Regions from separate parts of the Danio rerio genome. Here region 2 is linked to region 1. Evidence: chromatin contacts called from public Micro-C data. All regions are on one chromosome and are shown on one strand. The core of a region is the stretch at or near the end of the contact, and the rest is flanking DNA. Distances in the headings are between cores, read along the strand shown.

Evidence for each region. A called contact is a pair of places that touch in the nucleus more often than the background predicts.
Region 2: a contact with region 1 is called in a Micro-C map of caudal fin, with 5 times the contacts expected there. The contact joins the promoter of itpripl2 here to the enhancer-like site in region 1. A contact is called at or near these places in 1 of 18 Hi-C or Micro-C datasets (caudal fin) and 1 of 4 datasets of contacts at active chromatin or transcription factors (caudal fin).

Annotation. Positions count from the first base shown.
Region 1 is chr3:29,887,527-29,891,606 of GRCz12tu, reverse strand. No RefSeq gene overlaps it. Among named protein-coding and RNA genes, the nearest start is that of si:dkey-66i24.9, 7.8 kb to the right of the region's middle. Within about 2 kb of position 1,911, at least 11 of the 62 cell types and tissues checked have an H3K27ac peak or open chromatin away from gene starts, as enhancers often do. A contact at or near this core is called in caudal fin, where this site is marked.
Region 2 is chr3:30,030,003-30,033,736 of GRCz12tu, reverse strand. itpripl2 (ITPRIP like 2) reads left to right here and starts at 2,041. Exons shown (of 1, transcript XM_068219060.2): 1 at 2,041-3,734. The coding sequence starts at 2,124. All of the region lies in intron 1 of LOC141381219 (a long non-coding RNA gene), which reads right to left.

The DNA.
Region 1 (4,080 bases), core at 662-3,161:
TTGAAGAACACAAGAGTTCAAGATGTTTCCCTGGCCTCCAAATTCACCAGATCTCACTCCAATTGAGAATCTGTGTGTGGGGTTTATTAACCCAACAAATCAACCTCAAAAATGTTCACCTCAATACTCGCAGAACTTGAAGGATCTGCTGTCAGTTTCTTGGTGCCAACTATGAAAGGACTATCTTCAGGGGTCTTGCCGGTGTTTGGGACTGTTTTAGAAACTTATAGAGGACCAACATCATATTAGGTATGTGGTCATATGTTGTGGCTCATTCGGTGTATAAATCATACTAAAATAAATAAAAATAACCCAAATTTAATTTTTATATAATTTATAGAAATGTAACAAACCAATTATTTGCTCATGCTTATTTTAAATGTTTTTTTTTTTTCTCCACAGAGACCTAATTTTGAAGGTTTGTTCGTAATATTTGACTGCTAACCAGCATAATAGAGAACATTTATTAACTGTTTACTGGTCTCATGTTGCAGTTGAGCAGTTTAGTACAAACGTAACGAGTCGTGATGTGTCTCCCAACGTCGAGCTTCCCACAAAACACTCTCGCCAGACTGTCTTCTGGGTCTCCCAGGCCCAGCTGCAGCCTCCTCCTGTCCTGTAGCCCAAAATAGCAAAATGGTTCTTTGCATGGACACTTACGAGAGTGGCTGGCAATACTGCACCACACAAACATCATCTGCTTCTATGGAAGTGTTAGTAGCTGAAAGCCTCTTTGTGTGCATATCATTTGCAGTGAACTGAAGTACCTGTGATAATGTTATGGCTGTGCCAATAGACTGGCCGTCCACTGGTGTCTTCATTTGTTTGGTATCTGCTGCAGTGTGCTGTGTGATATGTGCTCTGGTATGGTGTGGGCTCAGTGGGGTTGGTGACTTCTTTCATCACAAAGCCCTGGCGGTTCTGTCTTCTGTTCCGTAGCCCTGCTTGATGTAGGACGTAATGCTGTGTACAACACAAAAATAATTCTGTTAAGCAGTCAATTTGTTTTAAGGCAGCTTTAAAGGTGAAGTATGTGCAGTGTGTGCTACTAATGCCACCTAGAGGAAATACAGAATACTTTTTCCACTTGAACCAGAAGTTGCTACAGACTTGACTGCAGTATTGTGACATATTTCTAACTGAAACTGATTATTGGATTAGGGACAGGGTTTTATTTCAGTGCTCCTCCTCTCCATCTTACAGTTTTACCAAACTATTGGTGGATTGATAGTTGCAACCAAATCACCCAAAACTATATTATCAGATAATTCCATTGAGGAGCAGATGCAAATTGGCTCGTTTTAGTTGCAGACCAACAATTCTTTGTTTTACCAGTGAATTAACTTGCATGAACTGCTGAAATCATTATAATTTACTCAATCCTTTTCCTTTTTCCAAACCTATTACACTGTCTTTTCTCAAATATGAAAGAAGATATTTTGAAGAATGCTGCAAACCTGTAAGCATTAATGTTTATCCTATTTGTTTTTCCCATTCAATGGTTACAGGTTTTTAGCCTTCCTCAAAATCTTTCTTGTTTAAGAGAAGGAAGGTTTGAAACAAATTGAAAGTGTGTGATTTTTTATATTTAGTAAATTATCTTTTTAAGTGTAGCAGTGTTGGCTAAAAAAAATAAAGTGTCCATATTGATTTCAAGATGACTTAAGTATATTCCTATCATCCAATATTTTACTATTTTATATGGAACATAACATCATTTGGAAAATCTGTCGGGAAGCGTTTGATTTAAACATTACCATCAAATTCATCACTATGGCACCGCGAGTGTTTATCCTTGCTTTACTCTGTTGTCAATCTCTGTATTTTGAAAAGCCTTCAATTTTTTTTGGCTTGCGCTTTAACTCGTATTGATTGCATCACTCGTATTTCACAACTAAACCCCTTCTGGCTCAGCCAGCTTCAGTACATTAGCCACGCCCCAAACTGTCACAACTGGTTGAATTGAAAAATGACCAAGAGATTAGAGCTGATTGTTATCAATGTTTTGATGAGGGTCAATGTTTAATACCTTTTAGAAAATAAATTAAAAGAAGGTACAGGCTGACCATGCAGATGCTGGCAATTTATGTCCACATGGAAACTGCGCATGGAAAAATCCACATTTTTTTATATCAACATTCATTTTCTTTATGTACTTTTTATATGTGTAAATGTAAATGTAGGTTTTATATTAATTGCAGTATTATTAAATGTCTTTAGTGGATGTATTATATAAGAGTGATTGTAGTTTTGTTTACCAACCAAGTCATTCTAACTGGATTTGGCCCTAAAACTTTCCTTGATCATAAACCTATATATATATATATATATATATATATATATATATATATATATATATATATATATATATATATATATATATATATATATATATTTATTTATTTATTTATTTTTTATTTTTTTATGAGTTAGGTTTTAAGCTCATACACTCTTAAAATTATTCTGCATAATTCTGCAGATTGTTACAAAATTCTGTGCAGGAATGGCAAAAAAGGTCTGTAGATTCTGTCCTTAGTAATATGTAAAAACTTTTACTGAAGTGATAACATTTTATTTACATCATGGGAGCAGCAGCTAAAAATTAGGGTTCGTTAACAATTTTTCCAAGATGCCTGAACAATGGTTATCACTTCCATTGGTTTCCTTTGCGTTGAAATTAAACTTTACTTGCATGATGGATTTCAATAAAATTTTTAGATATTAAACATGGCATATTTACACTCTCAGTAGGTTCTAGTTTGAGATGTGCTTTGAGTAAACACTTACTGGTATGATCTCTTTGGGCCATATTCATCTCTGGAGTGTGTCTGTCCTTGTGTCACAGGGATGTTTTTGAGGTCCAGCTTTCCATTATGCTGAGAGGGATAACATGGATTTCGGTGTGGAAAGATCAGTGCTTGACCATCATGTCCTCTTCTAGAAAAACTCTTGAAGGAGGAGAATTAACACAGAAGGTACTGTGACCAAAATTATACATTTAGTGTAAATATTCAATAGGCTTTTTAATTTATGTAAATCTATTACTGTAGGTCACCCCCAAAAGTACTATTTTCCTTACATAAACCAATCCTGAGAATACAACCAGACAGAAAATCAACCAGATAAAAAATCAGACAAAATAAAAGTACAAAACTACATAGTTGATGGCTTTAATGAGATAAAGAAGTACAAATACTCTGAGGCATTCTACAAAAACAACAGAAAAATATCCATTTTAAAATTCTGTTGACTTATCAGCAGAAACGACGATATTTCACATCATTACCGTTACACCATTAGTAATGCCTCATGAGAGTTAGCCGTTTAATTTTGGTGTATTTTGCTAACTGCCATGGGCGTACATTCCGGGGGGGGGACATGTCCCCTCCCGTCCGAGGGTTGTCCCCCCCCTCCAAAAAAAATAATAAAATAAAAACTCTCAATTGTGAAAAATAAATGTGTATATATAGCTAAAATATTTGTCTAAGTAGAAAGAAAACCGCATTTATCATTTAAAATGCATTTAGAAACAATTGAGTTCCCCCTCCCCTACCTCAGAGTGGTTCGGTCCACTGAATGTCAGGTGTGTGGCTGCAGCTGCGGATTTTATTCACCTTAAATAAAGCGATTCTCCTCGATGTAGTTAATACAGACTCATGCACTGTTTCATTTGTGACGACTTGGCATAATGTTAACTTAACATTAACGACCACAATTAGCAGAATATTTAGTTGTGTATTTGCTAAATGAGCACTGTGCTACACTGAGCACACTAACCCCACTGTATTTTTGTATAATCCGTTTCTATTCTGTTTTAAGTGACTCAATTAATTTGAAATTAAAATGTTAACCTTTTTTAATTCTTTGTTTTTATTGTTGTGATTATTTTCATGATAGGTTTGCATTCTTTATGTAAAGCACCTTGAATTGCCATTGTGTAAAATGTGCTACAGTATAAATAAACGTGCCTGGCAGTGTCATGTATTGGATAAAATGACAGAAAAAATAGACATAAGATAATTTTTCAGTGCAGCTAAACGCCAAGTACAAAAAGTTCACATATTAAGCAATTTGGCTTTC
Region 2 (3,734 bases), core at 792-3,291, 140 kb before region 1:
AGTGCTTAAATAATACTCCACATCTTTCCCTTCTCTGCCTTCAGTGTCTTTAATGCTGACTGCACTGGATAAAAGTTCTTGAGAGGCCTGTTTAGTTTGGCAGGTTGTGTTAGGGGGCAGAGCTACTGTAAACTCACATCCAGCGAAGGAGGCTGATGCAATCCCTGTGTAACTACACATACTCCTCAGCTTTCAGCCTGCCATAGACTGCGACCACATGTAACCCTTAACAGACTTTGTGAAGTTTTCTATTTACTCCTTTTCTCTCTTACATCTAAAGTTTTTTATTATTATTATTTCATGTGTTTGCATTGCTTAATATAATGCAGAAGCTGCCACACTATTCTTTCATTGGTAATAAGTCTTTGTGAGAGGAAGCTGACCCATCTGGAAACACTGCATGAGTTGTTCATTGTGAACAGATCACATGTCTTTCAGTCCTAACTGCTTTCCAAACTAAACCTACTTTTAGATTGACTTAAAATAGAGAAAAGATACACAGAATATGTGCATGTTCGCCAGCAGTAAAGATCTGAAGAATAGATTTGCTTCTCTCTTTCTTTGTTAGCATTCTCATAGCTTGCAACAAACAAGTTTTAGTTGTGTGTTTGCTCAGACTTGACGTTATGAATCATGTAATTGTTAGTTTTTTCTCCCCTTAAGACATATGCCAACCACAAGACATTCTTTTAGCAGGAGCAAAGCTGCATTTAACTCTCCTCTCTGGAAATCATTAGTGCTTTATCTGTTGTTTAGTACTGGTTGAGACCCTTCAGACAGCTTCGTATTTTTAGAGTGGGCAGCACCGATCAAAATAGCACAGAGAGTTTGATAAGAAGGTACTTGGACAGAAATGTAGCGGTAATTGTCTCATGTCCGTTGCTGTTTCAAGTTTACTTCCTTCCTCATACATCTGCTTCATCCCAACAGAGCAGTTATATTGTTATCTAAACAGTTCAGTCAGCCATGTTTAGTGAGCATTCTCTATGTTTATCCTCTGAGGGGTCATATGGGTTTCTGAGACTTAGCCAGGTGTTGCTGTGGGTCCGTAGGTGTCCTTACCTTCATGGCCATGGCGTTTGTTTTGAAAAAAAAAATCTAAGGGATGTGGCAGAGGCATGTGCTGGGTAGGAAAACTGTTTCTTTCTGTTTGGTCTGTCTGAAATAAAGTGAAGAGAGAACTGACTTTCTGTACTCTTTACACAGGACTACATGTGTTTTGAATAGATATGATTGGGATATGAATAGAGTGATTAATTTTATTTGACTAAGCTTTGAATAATTCTTTTAAATACCTTGTGTTTATGAAGCAAGATAATATTAATAGGCTATGTTCAAACAGTAGTCTGTGGGCTGAATGAGAGATGACAGTGGTTTCTTGTTCAGTGTCACGAGGTCGTGGGTGACAGTGGGAGGGCTCACACCGAGGTTAGGGGTCAGTAACGGATCAACAAAGATACAGAGATCTTTCTGTGACGCTCCCTTAACAGAGGGTTGTGTCAAATATTTAGCGTGTGTGTGTGTGTGTGTGTGTGTGTGTGCGTGTGTGTGTGTGTGTGTGTGTGTGTGTGTGTTCAGTGTTTCTCTAAACATTCTCAATCTCTTCTCTGTAGCTTACAGTGGCCACACCCCTGTACTGATGACATCATCTTTTATAAATTATTCTTGGCATTTTTTGAACACAGTTGTGATTATTTGAATGCAAAACATGTGCGTCTTTGTTCTACAGAGGAAAAAAGGAAATCATACAAATTTGTGTTGACATGAGGGTAGACTTTTTGATGAACTGTGGTTAGTTGTTGTACCTTTTACTATTACCATTTACTAACATTTAAAATGTTCATCATATTGTGTTCTTTTTGTTATTCATGCAGTTAGTATAAGTAGTTATGTTGTGTAAATCTTTATGCAGCTCATTTTGTCAGTAAGCACTTCCCTTTCTGAGATCTGTTTCTTTAAGAGAAGAGGGAGGAGGAGGGTGGACCGGCTCTGGGTTTTGAACGCCCCTTTTTTAAACAGAAATTCCTCTCTCAAGAGTTTGGCATTTCCTCTGAGCTCACACACCGAGAGCCCGCGCTCCTGTTGCACACAGTGACAAAAGGGGGGATTTTCAAACATCCTGAATGAGAGGACTGCTTTTGCCCTCGGCACATGCCGCATCTGTAAAGGAACCCAACAGGGTGAACTTTTCCTTACACGACAACTTTTGTTCAAAGTGGTGGAAAGAACATCAGCTGGGCCTCATTTTCAGCATCTGGACGAGTGGATCGGCATGGGCTAGCCCCGACCATTCCTATAGAGCTGAAGTGGACTGGAGAAGGAGCAGGAGGAGGATGAGTGTTTACACCCTCAACCTCAGGTTTTTCTGGCCTTTGGTCACTTGCATCCTCACTGCTCTGCTGCTACTGCATCAGTACATCTTTAGAGGATTGGAGGACCAAGGAAGCGACTGTGCTGACCAGGGACCAGGAGTTGTTACACTTTTCAAGTACATTCTGGCATTTATTCTGTGTTACTTCTTTATAAGGTACTGCTCAGGTCAGCCTGGCTCTGTAAGAAGGGGTTTCCACAAAGTCCTAGAGGTGCATGGAAAGTCGGGAGTCTCCAAGCGAGAGCTACTGGACGATCACTATGAGAGGCATGTGCGCCTCTCTCCACATGTTCTAGGCCACAGCAAAGCCCATGTTGCCAAATTGGTCAGTGAACTTGTCAGGGTGGGCCGTACTGATGTCCCACCAGAGTCTTCTCTAGCCTTCAGGGGAGACTTCATCCAGATTGGCAGCTCCTATGAGGAGCACAAGGTGGGCTCACCTGATTGCTTTGACATCCTCGTACCTCTGCGAGCTCCTCGTGGGCTGAAACTGGAGACAAGCGCTTGCACTGACAAACATAGAGGACCACCGCTGTGCACACTGAACACACCTCGCAAGGCAGAGTGGACACGCCGTCACAAGGCCTTTACTGACACATTCATGCACAGTTCTCAAAATGTCTATAAGATGAGTCCAGATTCTGTCCAGCGCTGGTTTTACACAGCCACTCAGCGCTGCCTTGCTGCCGTACGTTACCCTTTTGACCAGCGCTGCTCCCTCAGTCTCTCTCTCAGTGAAGAGCAGCAGGTTCTCCTCCGTATGACCCCCCGCTCTGATTACGTCTGCTGTCACATATCTATGGGCATTCGGCTGATCCCAGCATTTCCTCTCAGTGATGGAGGATTTTTGGTGGCATCTCAGCAAGGAAAGGACCTTTGGACTGTGTATTTTCCTAGACAGGAGCAGAGACTGCTGACATGCCTGAAAGGTAGACTGCCTTCCAACTCCTGCCATCTGAAGTGCCTTCAACTCCTAAAGGAGATCCGTAACCTCAGTGGAGAGGTGCTGGACCAGCAGTCTGGAGCAGAATGGGGAAGGGTGCTTTCGTCTTATGCTCTGAAGACCGCATGGATTCGTCTGCTGCTCAGTACACCCCCTGAGGCCTGGGACGAGTGCAACCTTGTGGACCGGTTAGATGATCTTCTCCGCAGTCTAAGGGACAGCCTACAGTCTCGGGCTCTCTGCCATTTACTCCTCGGAGGTGTTAATGGCCTTTTGCCAGACTCTGTTGCTCTGCCCAAGCTTGTTAAGGAGATGGTACCCTCAAACCTGTGGGCAGAATTCAGTGACGTCACCCTCGATATGGTCTCCGCCCGACTGACCTACTCCTGGAACCACCTCCCTCGCCTTATTCGCCTCGGG